Regions from separate parts of the Mus musculus genome. Here all the other regions are linked to region 1. A link is a contact called in public promoter capture Hi-C data. All regions are on one chromosome and are shown on one strand. The core of a region is the stretch at or near the end of the contact, and the rest is flanking DNA. Distances in the headings are between cores, read along the strand shown. Region 1 holds the start of Ptpra (protein tyrosine phosphatase, receptor type, A). Region 2 holds the start of Smox (spermine oxidase). Region 3 holds the start of Ttl (tubulin tyrosine ligase). Region 4 holds the start of Tmem230 (transmembrane protein 230).

The links. Promoter capture Hi-C pulls out the DNA fragments that hold promoters and counts their contacts.
Region 2: a promoter capture Hi-C map of erythroid cells shows a contact between it and region 1, with 5 times the contacts expected there. The contact joins the promoter of Smox here to the promoter of Ptpra in region 1. A contact is called at or near these places in 2 of 39 promoter capture datasets (embryonic stem cells and erythroid cells).
Region 3: a contact with region 1 is called in a promoter capture Hi-C map of liver, with 4 times the contacts expected there. The contact joins the promoter of Ttl here to the promoter of Ptpra in region 1. A contact is called at or near these places in 2 of 39 promoter capture datasets (both in liver).
Region 4: a contact with region 1 is called in a promoter capture Hi-C map of liver, with 4 times the contacts expected there. The contact joins the promoter of Tmem230 here to the promoter of Ptpra in region 1. A contact is called at or near these places in 2 of 39 promoter capture datasets (liver and pre-B cells).

Annotation. Positions count from the first base shown.
Region 1 is chr2:130,447,473-130,451,860 of GRCm38.p6, reverse strand. It overlaps Ptpra (protein tyrosine phosphatase, receptor type, A), which reads right to left and starts at 1,583. Exons shown (of 21, transcript NM_001163688.1): 1 at 1,303-1,583. Gm52562 (predicted gene, 52562) reads left to right here and starts at 291. Exons shown (of 3, transcript NR_165481.1): 1 at 291-326; 2 at 417-568; 3 at 1,078-4,076.
Region 2 is chr2:131,490,039-131,494,759 of GRCm38.p6, reverse strand. Smox (spermine oxidase) reads right to left here and starts at 2,898. Exons shown (of 7, transcript NM_145533.2): 1 at 2,724-2,898. It overlaps Gm30679, which reads left to right and starts at 2,484. Exons shown (of 2, transcript XM_030252306.1): 1 at 2,484-3,192. The coding sequence starts at 2,586.
Region 3 is chr2:129,064,153-129,068,995 of GRCm38.p6, reverse strand. Ttl (tubulin tyrosine ligase) reads right to left here and starts at 3,049. Exons shown (of 7, transcript NM_027192.2): 1 at 2,693-3,049; 2 at 63-141. The coding sequence starts at 2,849. It overlaps Vinac1 (vinculin/alpha-catenin family member 1), which reads left to right and starts at 3,087. Exons shown (of 11, transcript NM_001370941.1): 1 at 3,087-3,859.
Region 4 is chr2:132,245,807-132,250,214 of GRCm38.p6, reverse strand. Tmem230 (transmembrane protein 230) reads left to right here and starts at 2,427. Exons shown (of 4, transcript NM_027478.3): 1 at 2,427-2,642; 2 at 4,141-4,259. The coding sequence starts at 4,161. It overlaps Pcna (proliferating cell nuclear antigen), which reads left to right. Exons shown (of 6, transcript NM_011045.2): 5 at 318-441; 6 at 520-929. The coding sequence ends at 599.

The sequences.
Region 1 (4,388 bases), core at 334-2,833:
ACATAGAGAATCAGAGTCTGCAAGTCCCGGTATGGGCAACCCACACTCCAAGCAGGCTGCCAGGAAACACTAGGAAACATTTCTCTTGGGAGGTGGTTGAGGGGCTTCAAGATAACTAGGACGAATTCTATCAGGGAAGTCTTAAACAGGACCCAGAAGAAGCCGGTCCGCAAGAAGCTTCTCAAACAAGGAAGGCCCGGAACCAGGCAAGGAAGGGTGAGAAGGGGGACCCTGAAAGCAAAACCCTCCCACATATGAGGGGGTGGCCGAGCCGCTCCGAATGGCTAAACACAGCGTGGAAGAGAAAGGAGAATGAGAGGACTGAGGTAACCATCAAAGATTAAGTTCAGGAAGGACTGCCAAGAGCCTTGTAGGGAACGGTAAGGCATCTGGGTTTTCCTCCATCTCATTCACAGAGGAAGGAAAGTGAAGGAGTTTTTAAGCACACAAATGACAGCGTCTGATCTACGTTTTCGAAAGGAGTATCCAGACAGAAAGATGTTCATCCTGTCCCAGTCTTTCCTCATCCACCATCTTTTGGTTCTCTGGCTGCTTCAAGAGTTAGCAGGTAACAAGTGGTGCCATAGCCGGGGACATGAGGCTGGTTTTCAACAGAAATTCCCTATCCTAGCCAAGGGCTTCGGCCGACATCACACTCTGTCCAAGAGGGTTTGGAACATTTTTTTGCTTGTCCTACAAATATCATCACTATCAACAACAAAACCCTCTAATAGACAGGATCATCTCTGCCTCTGTAGTTGTTATTTTTAGGAAATATTAGGGGCTCAACCCCCCCCCCCCGTGGCAATTTTTAAGAATTACTGAAAGTAAACACAGGAGATGTGCGTTCCCAAGTGGCTGCTTTTGAATTCTGGGTAGCTTAAGTCCATATTTTCCTTCTTAAGCATACACAACAGTTGGGAATGGGCGGCAGAGAGGGGCCTGGGAGTAGGACCAGGAAGGGGTCTTAAGGGGAAGGTGGGAGGTGGGATGGTCACTGCGTGTGCCACCTATCTCCTCCCATTAAATGGACCTGAGCAAATCCCATTTTCGCTGCTCAAAGTTTTTTTCTTTCAGAATGAACTACGGCAGCGCCCTGGCCCGGGCCGGAGGAGGACGTCCGCAAAGTTCCAGCCTGTCTGTGTCCCGCACGTTTCCGGGACCCCCTCCCCCTGTCCACGGTGCCAGGATGCACAAGCCAGAGGCGCTCCTCCAGGATAGGATCCAGGGACCGCTCCCACGCGCGGCCGAGCCACCCCACCTCCCCGAGCCCTCCCGACGGCGGCAGGCGCGAACGCTTACCGAGCCCGGCGCTGGGCGGGACCGCGGGGGACGCGCACGGCAGCTCCGCCTCAGGACCGCGGCGGCGTCTCGGCCCGCCGCTCCCCTCAGGGCCGCCGCCCGGTCCGCTGCTCGAAGCCCCGCGGCGGCGGCGGCGGCCTCGCCTCCATGGCGAGGAGAAGCGGCAGAGAGAGGACTGGGCTGGAGGCTGCGATGGCGGCGTGGTCCAGGGGTCTGTGCAAGATGCCCCCGCGAGTCCCTGTCAGCGCCTCACTCGCCGCAGCCTCTCTCCCGTCGCGGCCTGGGCTGTAAGGCGCTTCGTCATTGGCCGTTGAGAGGCGGGCGCTGGTTCGCTGACGCCGGGCGGGCGTCTCCGCCTCCGTGAGCCCCACCCCTGCGCGCCCCGCTGCGCCGCGGAGTTCCCCGGGCGCACTGGGGGTCTCCGGGTAACAGGACAGGACGCTCCCTATCCTCCCCTGGCACACGTCTCCCACCTAGTCACGGTCCTAGGCCCCCGGGCATGGGCTTTTTTCCTTGTTTACAGATGAGGAAACTGACACCAGGCACAAGCCACACCAACTGGTGAACTCAGGCACTCGAAAGCCATCTCCATCCTTCTCCAAATGTGATCCTCTCTCTAACACACCCCGCGCCTCTGCCTCTGCCTCTGCCTCTCTCGCGCTCTCGCTCTCTCTCTCTCTCTCTCTCTCTCTCTCTCTCTCTGTCACACACACACACACACACACACACACACGAGAGAGAGAGAGAGAGAGAGAGAGAGTTAGTTGTAAGGCACTTAAAGGATGTAATTGCGAGAAGAATTTGCCTAGTACCTAGGACCGGTCTAGCTCTGAGTATGTCATCTTAAATAAACCAGCCCACATCATCCCCACCCGAACCCTAGGGAAATCTCTCTTGCTTTCCAGATGTGCAAGCTGGGCCTGATTCTCTAGAGCTGGATGGAAGCACAGCACACGGTGCTCCGCAGCGAGCGGGGAGATACTTCTTGATACATGCATAGTGGTCAGGAGAAGATTGAAAGCGCTGAGAGAGACCAGGGAAGCGAACAGCGTTCTTTGTGCATCTAGCTTCTAGGAACCATAAGTCGATTTTTTCGGAAGGTAGCAGTCCTCAGTTTAGAGCACTTTGGATGCTGCTAGACCTAGGGCGCCAAGTTAGAACTCTATGCAAACACCCTTCCTTTATTTGTTGAATAAGTAAGTGTGCGCAGACCAGAGCCAGGACCTGCAAATGTGCGTTGAAGCGGGCCTTCTTTAAACTTCCTCCCTCTGGGTAGTAAAAACCTCTCCTTGAGTTAAGATTTGTGACTCTTGATCTCCCTCCTCAGGGCCATCTCAGTGACAGTCTACAAGACCTCTATCCTGTCTCCTAAATGTCAGACTCCTGCCAATGAGGTCCGCTCCTCCTACAAGTTCCAGAAGCCCATTTCCTAGAAAGTACAAAGTCTATCAGGGATGCAAATACACAGCAAATTGAAAAGTGACCAAATGAAAAGTTGGGTCTTTCACTAGAACACAATACTTTACAAAACAAGACCAACACAGAACAAAACAAATCTGAAAAATACTGGTTCTTGGCTAAGAAAGCAGCCTCTTGGCTTTAGAGCAAACCCTACCAGCAAACTTTTTTTCTTTTCTTTCTTTTTCTTTCTTTCGGTTTTTTGTTTGTTTGTTTGTTTGTTTGTTTTGTTTTGGGGTTTTTTGTTTTTTTAATTTTTTTGAAATTTTTCTTATTTACAGTTAACCTATGACTCCTGGTCCTTTTCAGAGCTCCCTACCCCATTAGCACAATCAAGAGCCATCTTGGAAGAAAAATAAAATAGAAAAAAAGGAACCAAGAGAAAGATAAGTGGGAGCTCCCTGTTCTCTGCTGCATTGGTGCCTGCAGGTAAGAACTGGAATAGCAGGGCTGAAGGATAGGATTAAAGGAGCCCCATTTCCCCTCAAAAGTCCAAGTCACTTCCCCTCCCTGCCTACCTTTCTGTCTAGTAAATGAAGCAATGAGTTGTTCTCTATGTCCTGAATGCAGATCATGCACTGGACACCTCTCAGAGTAAGTCAGAGATGTCAACTCTCAGGAGCAAACATTCTGGGGTGGACATGGGTAATAGACTAACAAGAATGTTCACTAAAGTGCCAAGGTGAAAATGAAGCCAAGAAATACGAAAATTGAAATAAATGAAAACCAAGCACCTTCCCAGGCTACTTACTGCCCATCTTCTGAGGGTCATTTGCTGAAGTTCTGTAACTAAGACCAGGCAGGCTCTCTGACCTCATCTACTCTATGGCCACCATGGGTAACTTAATCTAGAAGCTCTTCCATACTTGGCCCCAAGCTTAAATCCTAACCCAAACCCTTAGATAGGACTTGATCCAATCCCAGACCACTGACACAGGCCTGCTTGTACAATTCTCAAGGAGGAAGATATTTTATACTAATTTTAGTTGTGCAAGTAAGAACTTGAAACAACAACAGCTCTGCTTTTGACTTTTATTTTGCAGGGATGAAGACCTTGGGGGCTCATACAAATTTAGCAAGTATTCTGTTTTAGTTAGCCCCCAAGAACCCAATCCTAATTTTTAGATATGAATATTTATAAGTGAAAACTTGTGAAAACTCAGTAAATGTGCCCTTTAATATCTATAAATTTCCTGAAATGAGTAAGTAGATACAAAGTCTTATTTCCAACAAAGAAGCTATTTGCAATTGACTAGTGCTGGGAAAGGGAAAATTAGTTCTTTTAATTAAAGTGTCACTGGGTATAATCAATCACACTCCACTTTTGTTTGTTTGTATGTGTGTGCTTTACTGATTTTTTTAAAGTTTCGATTTTCCGTTTTTTGCTTCTACCCCCTCCCCCCAACGAAGGGAGAGAAAGAAACATGAAGTTGAATGGGTAGAAGGTTGGGAGGATATGGAAGGAGTTGGGGGGAGGGGAAACATGATCAAAATATAGTGTATGAAAAATATTTCTAAGAAAACAGCAACAAAAAGTTCAGTGTATTTCATTATTTCATTTTACACACACACACAAGGAAAATAGCTGCAAATAACTCTATAGTTTATATGCTGGCTAATTTAATGTC
Region 2 (4,721 bases), core at 1,649-4,148, 1.0 Mb before region 1:
CTTCACACACACATACACCTGGATGTCTAGCCAAGAAATCAAAGGAAATCACTTAACTGCAATTGATATGCAGTTACATGTGATTGGTCTCCCCTTGTTAGACAAGAATGACCCCAAAGTACCCATATCTTCTCTGCTTCCCTTTTTCACATCCTACTGGCTGGCTCATATTCTTGCATCAATTTTCACAACTGCTTTTGTGGAAACAAAATAAAAACCTTCAGGATCACTTAAAGCTACAGGAGTCTCCTGTGCTAACTGTAATGCCCATTTTTTTTCTAGTCCAGCCCAACCTCATCTTTGTGGATCAAGCTTTCCTGAGTGTTACCTACAGAACACCAAGCAAGATACCTCAGGTATAGCCATGGGCCAACCAGTCAAGGTTAAGAAGTCAAACAAAGTTGAGACAACTATAACTAAGAGTTATCAACTCTTACACATAAAGTGAAGTTACATATACAATATACAATCAAGTTCTACAATGGCTCATGTGTAGAAGAGGTCCTCTACATGGGCTAGTATGGTGTCCTGGGAAGGTACACTTAAATTTAGAACTAAAAAATATAAGCAAAGTATAACCAGTAAAAGCACTAGGGGAAAAAAATCTTCAAGTCATAGAAGATACCACAAGCAAAGCCCCTGGGGTCAGGAAAAAGCTTAGGGTATTGAAGAGATAGAAGTGTCTGACAGGGAGAAAATAAGGTGTCAAGAGTCAAATAAGGCTAAGAGGTCACAGAGGGTCAACTAGGCCAAGGGAAAGCTCTAAGATTTTATTTGAGTGTAATAAGAAGCCATCGAGAAATAAAAGTATCTGATCAAAATGTTCTATGTTATTCTTGCTGCTCCGTTAAAAATAGATGCAAAGAAGGTAAGTGTGTGCACTGGGAGAAGGCTACTACAGTATTTAGGGACACTTAAAAGGTGACTGGGGTGGGGCAGTAGCCTGAGGCAAGGGTAATGGACCCTAGATGAACTCTGCAAAGTTCATCCTAGCACGGAGAATGGACCCTAGATGAACTCTGCAAAGGACCAAGAGGCCTTGTTCTAGGACTGGCTGTGAAGGGTGGGTGGAAAGGGGTCCGAGCTGCCTGTCCTAAGAGATAGATTATCAGCCACTCTCAGATGTCATGACCCAAGTATTGTCAATCCTGCCCCCGACATTGTCAGGATTCTGCTTTGTCCACATTAAGACATCAGAAGACCGGTAGGATCCAGCTAGGGCCAGAGACAAGATCTGCCACTGAAAATCATGAGCATGAAACCACTTAAGATCTTTGAGTTCTGGGCTGGAGAGATGGTTCATCGGTTAAGCACACTTGCTGCTCTTCCAGAGAACCAAGAGTTAAGTTCCCAGCACCCACCCACAAGACAGCTTACTTGTAATGCAGTTCCAGGGATCTGACAACCTCACACACATGCATGCAGGCAAAATACTAGTACACATAAAATAAGTCAAAAACAGAGATCTTTGTATTCATAAATTAATTTTTTAATCATAAGAAAGAATAAAAACAGGGGTAGAAAGTGAACAGAGGATGGCAAGAAGGGCAGTCAGGAGAGGAAATGCTGAGAACAGAGCCCTGGGGCCCTCAAGCATTTAACAGCAAAACTAAGGGGAAGGGGACAGGCTAGGGCAGGCTGGTAGAAGGGAGGAACTGGGGCACCCAGGGAAAGATACAACTCTAGGACAGAGCTTTCTAAAGACACTGCAAGGCAAGCAAAACCTGCTAGAGCGGCCCTGGATGGACTGCAGAAGGAAAGGGTGCCTGCTTCTTAGGGGCACTGCTTAAAGTCAGAACTTCCGAGGAGATCCTTGTGATGGGAATTGGGTGCCTGGCTGACGGGGGATGAGGTTCAAAGCCAAACAGGGAGACTGTGAAATGACGAGGGCGGACAAAGACTGTTCTCAAAACCTGCTGGGTAAGAAATGCCAGGGACATCTAAAGGGATGGTCACAGGGCCCAGGAGGAAGCGCGGCCCTTCAAGCCCTGTAATGCTCCTTCCTCTGTAAGAGGAAAGGGACAGAGGTAGCAGAACACAAATAAATGAGGGCCATTCAAACACTTTCTTGACCTTCTCTTTACCCCCAGCCTGGGTGACCTCCACTCAGCACCTGCTGTTTCCCCCACAAGCTCGGCCAAGTGGACCCCAGGCGGGACGGTGCTGTGCCACTATCAGTTGGCTCCTCCAACAACCTGTGGGCACGGCTCACGAAAGGGCCAGCCACGGCGCGGTTTGCTCAGGTGCAAGACCCAAAAGGTCCGCGCACCGCTCACCTGCTCCACAGCCGCGCCACCTCCAAGCCGGCGGCCGGCCTCGGCACCCCTTCCCGGCGAAGCGACTTGCTCCCTTCCCTTCGTCAGCCTGGCTCCGGCCAAGCCGGGCAGCCTGTGAGCCCCGGGGCAACCCGCGGGAGAGCGGCTCCCCACTCCTCCAGCTGTCCCAAGGAGACCGGCAGACGCCGGGCCGCCGCCGCCGCCGCCGCCGCCGCAAGCTGTGTTCCCTCCCCTCCACAGCGCACACCCTCCGGGCCGACCGAGTGCCTCGCCGGCTTTGTCTGCGCCGCCGCGCTGGGCGTCCGGAGGATGCGGCCCGGACCCCGGGGTCGCGGCCAGCCCGGGCAGCCTCTTCTGCCCACCGCCCGCCGCCGGCCTCCATCGGGAGCCCCTTGCCTACGAGGCTCGGTGGCTGTCCGAGCCCGGGTCGGGGAGGCCGCACGGTACCTTTCCTTGCGGAGCCCGGGAGCGTCTTCGCGAGCGGCCTCGGCCTCTCCGCCTCCCCTCCTCCGCAGCCACTGGGCTTCCTCCTGCAGCCGCCGCCGGGACCGTAGGGCCGAGCCAGCCGCCGGGGCCTGTGCGGGGGCCCCGCTCCGCCTCGCGTCCCCGGCCCACCCCGCCTGGGTGCTCCGCCCCGGGCCCGCCCACCGGGGGCGGGGAGCCCGAGGCCACCCAGCCTGGAGTTGCCCGCGGCACAGCCACCTGCACTCCCCTATCTCGCAAAAGGGACGCCTCACCCACCTATCCGCCCAGAAACAGAGCCAGCCCCGCGACGCCCCGCCCTGCAAAGCAGACGAGGTCTTCCGGCACTGTCAGAGCGCTGCGCCCACCTCAGTTTACCCAGACTCTGCCGCCCTTTTGAAAAGAAGAAAGGGCCCCTCTTGTCCTGGACTGTCTCTCGTCCTGCAGGTCTCAGGTGGGTGCCGGCGGGAACCAGGAACCTCAGGTGAAAGGAAAAGAATGCTCACATCCTCTCAGTACCCAGCCCATGTCCTGAAGTGGCCCTTTTTAAAAAGTGTATTTCCCTAGTAAAACCCTCAAACTTTTAATAAAAGCCAACGTTAATACTAGGTGGCACTTTTTCCTTTTTTCAAAAAAAAATTAATTGGTATCAATTATTTTTTAGCGGGCAATAGTGGCACATGCCTTTAATCTGGTGGTTCTCCAGCTTCCTAATGCTGACACACAGTTCCTCGTGTTGTAGTGACCCCCCAACCATAAAATTATTTCATTGCTACTTCGTAACTGTAATGTTGCTACTGTTATGAATTGAAACATAAATAAATATCTGACATGCGACCCCTATGAAAGGTCGTTGGAACCCTAAGGGATAGTAACCCACAGGTTTAGGACCACTGCGGAATCCCTCTAGAAGCAGGTGGATCTCTGAGTTCAAAGCCAGTCTGAACCACAGAGTAAGTGTAGGACAGCCAGAGTCAAACAGAGAAATCCTGTCTTGAACCACCCCCAACTCTCCCCCTCCACACACACACACAAAAGTAAGAAAATTATTTTTTATTCATCTCTGCACCTCCTAATCTGTTTTTTCGTATGTTTTGCTGGTACTACACCAGGTCAACACTTGGTCCGAGGGAATACAAGCCCCTGGTGGCCGCAGAGCCTCTACTCCGAACTGTGTCTCTGGAGGGGGCCCTCCCCTGATTTCAACCTGGAACCAGGCAATGCTGAGCACAGGTCGCTGTAGGTTCAGCCCGGAGAGATCCTGGATGTGGATCACATGCTCGTGATCCCAGCCTCAGAAGGCCATGTGGGGGGGGGGGGGGTACAGAGTTCAAGGCTAGCCTTGGCTACATACCAACTTCAAGGCCAGGCTGAGCCACACAGTGAAAGCCTGCCTCAAAGAAGCAAGAAGTAGAGATGTGGCTCAACAGCAGAACACACTTCTCAACATAGACAAGGCTCTGGGGCCAATCCCCAAAACTGAATTATATATATAATTCATATATATATATATATATATATATATATATATATGGCCTGGAAAGAGGTAGCCCTGCAAAAGTGGCTCTGATGGTCCCAGCCAAAGGGAACCAACCACCTAGGAGCCAATTTGGGTAGGGGACAAATGAATTTCTGGTGAAGTTTCTTCTTGTCAGAAAGGCTCTAGTCCTTCACCAAACTCGAAGTCCCTCTTCCCACCCCTCTTTAAAACACCACGCACTCCTGGGGTTAAACTCAGGTACACACCATACTCTCCTCTGTGGCTCTGTCACCCTCCACCAAAGAGTGGAATGGCTATGGGTGACTTTAAGGGCTAAAAAGCCTCTGTGTAGTTACTTGGTCTTAGGCAAGTTACTTAGTGTCTTCTTGTTTCCGTTCCCTCCTCCTCAATAAGTAATACCTGCTCCAAAGGGTGGTATTACACAAAAATATTAATCTGATCTGACTGTTTAGAAAACTATTCAAATGGTTTGCGTGCAAACA
Region 3 (4,843 bases), core at 1,800-4,299, 1.4 Mb after region 1:
CAGGGTGGAAGCTAAACCATTTATATAAAACACCAAAAATGGAGGACTTCAGGAAGACTTACTTTACTAAGGAAGCTTTGCGGCACAGTTTGTCCGCCCCCCGGTAGTAATTCACCAGCTGTGCCAGCCCAGGCTCGTGACCTACAAGGAAAGAAGAGACTCAGAAGAGAAACAGCAGGTGCGGAGTAACAATGTCAGTAGCAGAGTGTGCAGGACACATATGTCATAGCTTCCCTGTGTCTCATGTCATACCCAGCTTCCCTGTCTCTCATTTCAGGCTGTTTGTCAAGCATGGAGTACTTTTGTTTCTCTGTCCCAAGGTTCCTTTCCCTCTCAGTATCTACTCCCAATACTGAAACATTAATACTGGCCTGCAGGTCAGCTGTGATGTGGCTCCCCTTTTTTTTTTTTTTTTTTTTTTTTATTATTAGAAGAGCATTGGGTATTTTTCTATCTCATATCTCGTTGGCCCTTAGCATAGTCCTCTCTGGGCTTAACATACATAAACTTGTAATCTGTTGAGCAAGGCTACTTGACTACAGCCACACCTCCATCCCAACATCACATTCTCCAAATATCAAAGAAGGCAGCAGAGTATAGGTCATCTACTTTAAGGAGCTTCTAGAAGCCACTAAGAAGTGAAAGGAGGTAGTGGAAAGGCCATCAGAAGCTCTGAACACTTCTTCACACGATCCCACCAGGAGACATTTCATTAGTTCTTACTACAGAAACCCTTTTAAAACCACAACTGGAGGCTCAGAGTGTAGCTTAGCAGTACTGTGCGCATCCTTGGCATATATGGGGGCCTTGGGTTTAATCCCCACCTTGGGTTCAAGCACCACAATGATACAATGAAATAAATACAGATAAATGATTAGAAATAAAAGGATACAACAAAAATATGTTTTATTTAAAAAAATTAACCCCTAACAAAATGCTTTGCAACAAAAAGTAAGATTTTAAAAAGACTTTGAGTTGGGTGTCAAAGGTAACAATAATTAATCCAACCATAGCACACAACCAAATCAGAACTTTCAGACATTATCTGGTTTGCACAATCTCCCTTGGGAAGACAAGCCCAAGTCCCTGTTGACCTGGTACCTTCTCGCCCTATTGGCCCCGACCTTTCAGCGCCTGAACATGACTCTCCGTGCTTTCTCCGTGGGTTTTATGCAGCCCACTTTAGACAAAAAGAGAATCCTCCCAACGGCAAGGGATTAGAACCATTTTATTTAGAGAATACATCTGTCTTTTCCATAAAAATAAAATGTGCTGGTCATCTGCTAAATTCATGTTGCCTTCTCAGGCCTGGGATTCCAAAGGGTTTCTATCTGTCAGCACACTGACAAGGCCAGTCACTCCCACACCAGGCTGGGAGAGCCTTTTGGTTCTACCTAGGTTCTTACCACCAGGCATTGTCAGGTGCCAGCAAGGGAAGCAGTAAAGTTAGGAGAAACGACCCAGTCAGCCGCTCCTGTGCTTCTCTCAGGGAACTTAGTTTTGAGGGGCTTTCTTTGCTGAGCCCTTCCGGAGGAATCTGCTACCACAGGACATCAGTTTCTAAGCACATTTTCTAGTCTGTGACGTCTGAGTCTTCCAACCACCACTCCATGGAGTCGCCACGCTAGAGTATAAACATGTATAATAATGAAAAGTTGTCCCTGAACTAATTCAGTAAGACTAAGCCTTAACAAACTTCATTCCATAAGCCATCATAGCTTGCTGTGGCTATAATGTCACCCAAGTGCCCTATGCAAGCTTGCCAAATTGCCTGTTAGTTCCAAACAAACTGCTTTCCGTTTAGCCTCATCCACCGCTGACCACACCTATGTCTGAAAAAAACCTCTCCTCTTCAGGACACGGGACACTACTTTCTGGGGTGTTTGCTAAGGTAGAGATGCCCCCCTCCTCTTCTGTCCTTGAAATACAAATGATCCCACCCCCAAGTGAAATTCTGGAAAAGAACCAGACACCCAGAGAGAGGCAAGCCCTCCCCAGATGACTATGTAGTGAAGGGACCATGAGACCAGGTTCAAGTCTGTGGGATGCTAGTTGAACCCATTAGGACAACTTCAAGATTACGTCATTTAAAAGGGAGTTGCTGTCCCTTCCTACATGAGAGTACGCGAATAGAATGGTACCAAGCCAGTTTCGCACATGTGGATGAGGAGAGCAAAAGTCACCCAAGATCGTGTAAGAAAACATCACTAAATGCAGCTGCAAATGTAAACTTTTGGTGCAGCTAAAGGAAAGGTCTGAAATGGAACAGCTCCCCACGCTCCAGCTTCCCTGGAAGCTCCTGCTTTGGGTAAGTCAGTGAGTTTTCTCCAAATTCCCTGCCGGTTCATCTTGGCCTCCGGGTAACCCAAGCCTCGGCGGTTTCAACTCCCCTTCCACGCCCACACCACACAGAGCTGAATCCTAAGTGGCGGAAAGCTGCAAGATGACTGATGCGGGCCCAGGGAAGCAGGGGAACCAGGCCGACACCCTGAGTGCGGGTATAGGTCACTGTCAGCAGACAGGGCAACCGCACCCAGACTCCGTTCCAAATCCAGCTACGGGTTTAGGTCTTGCTAGACCCATTTTATATCTGCTAAGGTGAGCTCGCGCCTAGGGAAGATTAATGACCTTAAAAAACAAAAGCGCTCGCTCTCCGATTCATGCGCGCAGCGGCCACGAGGGAAGGGCTCACCTAGTCTCCCGAAGGGCAGTCGGTTCCTCTCCCCCAGCATCAGGTTGAACCTGGGGTTGTCTCGCCGTAGCCTCTTCCAGTAGCCGGTGGCCAGCAGCAGCCGGGAGACCTCGGCGTAGACGCTGCTATTCTCGTCGCGCACCACGAAGGTGTACATGGCGAAGGGCAGCGCGCCCCGCAGCCGCTACACGAGTCCAGGGCACGGCGGCCCCGCGTGCACACTGCCCCAGCCTCAGCCTCAGCCCCGCTGTCGGTCTAATTCCAGGGCCGCGCCTCCGGATTACCCTAGTGTCTGCCCTGGGCGCCCGCGCCACCGCCCGAGTGGCGAGCGCCACCCGGACGCCGCGCCCACCCCCAGCGCCCCGCCCACCGCCGGCGCCCCGCCCACGACCGTGATTCCGCGCGGCGCTAAGGGCAGGTCTGCGGGTTGCGGCGGCAGGAGCTCCCAAGCAGGGCCCACCAGGGCCGCCCCGCCACTCAGTGTGTGGCCGGTGACATGGGTCTCAAGTGTGGCTGCAGTAATAGCAAACTGCGGTGGAGAGACCAAGGGAAATAATTCCAGCTGCGCCATAGCCCGCCAATATCCCTTTCCGCCCTCTGTCTGGGTCTTCCACCAAGTTCAAAATCAGATTTGGTGGATGAAACAAAAGATCCAGGCATGGGTGTAGCTCAGTTGGTAGAGTGCTTGCTTAGCCAGCACTGAGCTCTGGGTTTGATCTGGGTGCGGTAAAATCGGACACATGTCAGGAGCCATAATGGGACAAGCTAATAACTAGCAGGTGATCATCCTGAAGTAGCCTGCCTTGGATTATTATATAATCTGCGACAGTGAGCCCTCATTAAGCAAGGCTATGAGGGACTCATTTTAGGAAAGATTCCTGCTGAGATAGAACAAAGGCTGTATTGCTTAATCCTCCCCTGATAGGCTACAGGTGTTAATCGCCTAAGCCAGCAAGCAAGCCCTCAGAAAGAGCAAGAAAGTTTTTAGGACTTTTTAGAAGTTATCATCAGCATTTCAGTATAATTAGAGAGCTAGAAAGCCCCAAGACCCTCAGACGTTAAAGCCATCACCAGAGTCCTTACTCTGTGACTCCACTGCTACCCCTGGCCCGGGCCAGGAGGCTCCCAATGTTCTAATTTGGCACCCGAACAGCGACATTGAATAAGGTAAGTGGACACAGATAGGACTCTTAACTGGGTCTTACAAATCCATTGGACAAGGAGTGTGCAGTTAAATTGTCTTCTGCCATCAGTAGAGGCGGATAGTTGGGGCCATCAGTTCCTGGTTGGGTACCATCAGTGCCCATGTTAAGCCAGGAGCCATCAGCTCTGGCTTTTATTGCCTGCTGCCATCAGCAGAGGCTGATACTAGGTGCCATCAGTGCCTAGCTGTTCTGTTGGAAGCTATCAGCACCCGTCTTAGGTCAGAAGACATCAGTTCTGGGTTGTGTGCATTTCATGGGTATCTCTCAAGATGGGACAAAGTGAATCTACAGATAGAGAGTTCTTTACAGATATTAATAAGTATACTCTTAAGAAAAGAGTCTTAGCTGGGCAATGGTGGAGCACGCCCTTAATCCCAGCACTTGGGAGGCAGAGGCAGGCGGATTTCTGAGTTCGAGGCCAGCCTGGTCTACAGAGTGAGTTCCAGGACAGCCAGAACTATATACAGAGAAACCCTGTCTCGAAAAACTAAACCAAACCAAAACAAAACAAAAAACCCGAAAGAAAGAAAGAAAGAAAGAAAGAAAGAAAAGTCTTTAAGGTTAAAACTAGCCATCTGACTGACTTTCTTCAGTTTGTACAGTCAGTCCCTGGCTCCCAGAAAGGGGAAGTTTAGATGTGGATACATGGAAGAAGTTAGGGTTAGATATTAAAAACTGGTTTATAGAGAATGGAGGAAAAGGTGTGCCCCTTACAGCATTTGCTCTTCGTTTGCTATTTGGAATACACTTGAGGAAACATTAGCAGATGACAGAAAGGCCTTAGGCGCCCAAGCAGCATCAGATTCACCTCATGAGCAGACTCCATTACTACAGTCTCACTCAGGATCTAAGAAAAATGTTTATTCCTCAACAGAAAAGTCTGAGAAAAGTAGTTCAGGAGAGAGTCGTGGTGAATCAGAAGAGAAAAAAACCAACCTCAGAGGAG
Region 4 (4,408 bases), core at 1,178-3,677, 1.8 Mb before region 1:
AAGACTGGTTTACTGTCCCTTAGCTTGCATTCAGCTGTTGGTTCTTGTTTTTGGAAGTGGTTATGTGTTATCTTCCTCTCTTCATGCATTCTTTGCAAGAGAAGTATGTACAATCTGAATAGGAACAACTTTCTCCTTTGTTTTGATTGCTTGGGGTGTGGCTCTACAGGATGGGCAAGCTAGACTTTTTTCTTCTTTAGTCAAGGTTTTCATCAACCCTTCCAAAATGATAACTATTTGTTTTGCTTTGTGGTATAATACCGTGATCTAATAGTGTGAGTTTCTGATGTCTACAGTGAGCCTGTTTTCTCCTCTAGGTAACCATAGAGATGAATGAGCCTGTTCACCTAACGTTTGCTCTGAGGTACCTGAACTTTTTCACAAAAGCCACTCCACTGTCTCCTACAGTAACACTCAGTATGTCTGCAGATGTGCCCCTTGGTAAGATGATAAGTTTGAACATTGTTTTGTAATGTGGTATTTATAGTATTCGGTGGTTTAATTTTTCCTGTCTTTCAGTTGTAGAGTATAAAATTGCTGACATGGGACACTTAAAGTATTATTTGGCTCCCAAGATTGAAGATGAGGAAGCATCTTAGGCATTGCTAGAAATTGAGAAAACTAAACCTTTGAAGATTGCTCCTGAGATGCCAGCGTGTCCTGAGGTCTTTTCTGTCACCAAGTTTGTACCTGAGTATTCTTAAATATTAAAATAAAATATGTAGATATCTTCTGTAAATAACCTACTTTCTTTTCTCTCCATTCTCCATAATTTGCTTAAAGAATAAGCTCCAAAGTAAAAACTAGTTTTGTTAACATGAATGTTTCTGCTTTACAAATACTGGTGATTTTCATCAATGATCTTGACGCTAAATGCAGTTTTAAGAAATATTGTTCAATTTAAATAAAGTTAACAATTTGAAAAGTCATAGAGCAGTGCCGCCTTTGTACCATGGCTACTGAATAGTTATACCCTGTTAGGTAAATGGGCTTTTGTTCTCTCTTCCATCGTGGAGATAGCAATAAAAAAATGTTTCTCTTGAGTTTATGTAATTACGTTGTGCAAAGTTTTCTGGTAGCCTTGTTTGGGATGTAGCTCTTTTAAAATACAACTTTAATGGCAGTGCAGGGGGTGGGGTGGATAAATCTCTCCCTAGGCCAACCAGGACTACATACAGTCCATCTTGAGTGAAGCAAAGGCCCAAACTTCGTGGCTACTTGATCCAAGAAGGGTTAAAAAGGCCCTGTGGTTTTGATCATGATATGCTACATAAAACTAAAGAATATTTGAGTATATTTATTGTGTATGTGTGAGGCTCATGTGGGGGTCAGGACAATTTTATAGGAATTGGTATACCCCAGCACCCTGGCTTCCAGGGGTTGAATGAAGTTCTTCAAGCTTGGTGACAAATTATCCTACCTCCCCTCTCAGTTTTTATGTGTGTGTGTCTTTTGCAGGTATGAGTGAGCATGCGTGTGTTAACCTGGTTTGGTGTGGGGAACCATTTTCAGTTCTTGCTATATTTCAGCAGGATCTCAAACCATGGCTAGTATAGAGCCTGTTTGCTCTGTTCCGGGAGGCCACATTTGAAGGCCTTTAAATACTAAGCTCTATCTGTGGACCCCAAGATATTTTTCCTTTGTATTTCATGTTTGACAGTATGTAGACAATACAGCTTTGTTCTGGGAGGTTGTTGGTTAGAGCTCATGCCTAGTAGCTACAACTGTTCAATACTTTGAGCCAATTAAGTGCAGAAGGAAGTAGCCTGCAAATACTGCTCTCAGAGAACTCTGGAGTGGTGGGAATGCTTTATCAAGACGTCACTTTCATGAGGATGAATGTTAGAACTCAGCTGTGTCTGGTAGGTAGGACACTTACCTGGGTAGTGTTTAATAATCAGGTAGTAATAACAAGATTTTGGGGCTGTGAGAACGCTAATTAGTGAGTGGTGACCAGTGTCAGCATAGGGGTGTTTAGGACAGGGCAAGATTCCTGGTGGGTATCCCTTGTCCACCCCTCTGGATACCCAGGACTCTGCTGTGCACCGATGTGGCCATGGGGTCAGGACTGGAACCTCAACAGTTTTGCTGTGAACTCGATCCTGGTGGGTGAGACCCTAAGTACGCGCCCGCCCACCCTATGGAGGTAGCAGGTCCTGGTCACCAGGGCAAAAGCAAGCCGCTACCCGGTTGAGCATGGTGGCATTCGCCATTTGTCCCAGGCAAACCTTATGTTCGAGGCCAGCCTAATCAGCATCCTGAGTTCCAGGACAGCCTGCGCTACGTAAAGAAACGCTACCAAACATAAAACAAGACAGCAATGAAGCCCTCCAGCCATGTGCCCTGGAAGCAAGATTCGATGACACGATTTCCTGGTGACAGCACTTCCGGTGCGCCTCTATCCGCCACGTCACTTCCGCTGGGCTGTCCTTAAGACCGCCCCTTCCGCTTGGCTGTTGAGCGAGCCTTGCGAGCGCGCCTAACGGAGAACGGGGAGCGCAGCGCGGGTAGGGGGCGGGCGCGCGCTCCCGGAAGCCAGCCGCGAGACCTGGCCCTGCCACCGAGGCTGCTTCCCGGAGACAGTTAGTTCACGTTGGCGGCGGCGGAGGGCGACGAGAGGTTGTCCACAGCGCCACGCTTAGGTCCTTGTGGGCCCGGGAGGGTGGGCAGAAATCGTGGTGGGGCCGGTAAAAAGTGTAGCAGAAACTTGGGCTGATAGTTTTTTAAGTTGTCATTTACTATGTGATAACGCCACTCTAGAATCCCTTGCTAAGAAAAACAAATCTTCCCATTTCGTTGTCGTGCTGCAACGTTTTTGTTTTGGTGCGAGTTTATAAGTGGAAAGTACATAACTTTATAACTTGTAATACAAATCAGGCATGGTTTAATGCTTCGAAAATCCTGCTTATTGGTAGCTTCAACTTTTAGATATGAGGAATTAAACATGTTATGGGATGGCAACATCAAAAACCTAGTACCTAAGGTTTAGAAATGTAAATGGATTCCCGTTGCTCCTTTTTAGTACTTCTGAACTAGGATGTAATTAACCAAAACGCAGAAACACTTGACACCAGTTTTTTGCATGCTAGTTACTTAAGGTCGACTGTAATACCAGTGTCTGGCAGCTCATTAAGATCGAAAAAATATCACATGCCATTGTGGAGATTATGTGCAAAACATCACACCAGTGAAGGCCACTTAGTTTTCTTCTTAAAGATGGACTTTTTGCGTTTAGAATTCAAATGCCATTGCAAATAAAATAGTCTGTTTTGTTTACATAATTGTATGACTTTATAAAGAATCCACACATTTCATTTATGGTAGGGGAGAGTGTCTGGTCTTCCTATGTTGCCCAGACTGGCCTCCAACTTCGTATATCCACACCTTTCTTCCCAAGTAGTTGGGATTAGAGTAACCTACTGAAGTACTGAGCTTAAATTTCAAACTTTTAAGATTTAAACGTCATTGCTTTTAAATTTTACCTACTCTCAAATAATTCAGTAGTTATGATTTTTATTATGTCTGTCTGCTTTGAATAGTTTGAGTAAAACGGATTTTTAGATCCGTTTTTTCAGGAGCTACATGATGTGGAATGTAAACTCACTTGTTTCATGCTTGGGATGGGAGCAGAGAGGCAGGTGGCCGTGGATGTCTAGTGTGGTATGGATAGCCAGGGCGTTTCCCACATGGATAAGAATTTGTACATAGAACCGTACCACACCTAGAAGTAGACACGATGCTGATGTGTGTGTCATTCCTTATCCTCCTCCTCCTCCTTTCATGGCAGACAAAAAAGTTATGTGAATTTATGCTCCTGAGGAAAGTTAAGGGGTAGGCAGTACTGTAAGGGAGGGGTTGAAAATGTGAACATTGGACTTTAGAAAATTAGGCCAGAAACATCGGTAGCAGATTGAACAGAGCCTGATTCTTGGTGAAGTGCCTTTGGTGTCTTTCTGTGAAGTCAACCTAGATCCATAAAGGAAGCATGCTTAGTGTGTACAAGAAGTGTCGGGTCACCGTAAGCAGTGAAACGCCTAAGCTACCATGGGTAGCATGTGGCACAGCAGCTCGGAACAGTATCTGACATCCTTTCCTGGGCTGTACTGGGACTGCTGCAGACAACAAGTCTTTCCCTTTCAGACTAGCTGTGTTACTCTGTTATGATGCCGTCTCGTACCAACCTGGCAACTGGACTCCCCAGCAGTAAAGTCAAATATTCAAGGCTTGCCAGCACAGACGATGGCTACATTGACCTTCAGGTAACATAATCAATCAATTAAAAAAATTGGCTACTATCTGGACCAGCAAGAAACAAGCTGATTTCCAAGCTCTTTTGAGCCCCAGCTTGGAGAGGGGATCTTAGCAGGGCAGTTTCAGATATCTGCAGAGTTTTCCATTTCCAGTTTCA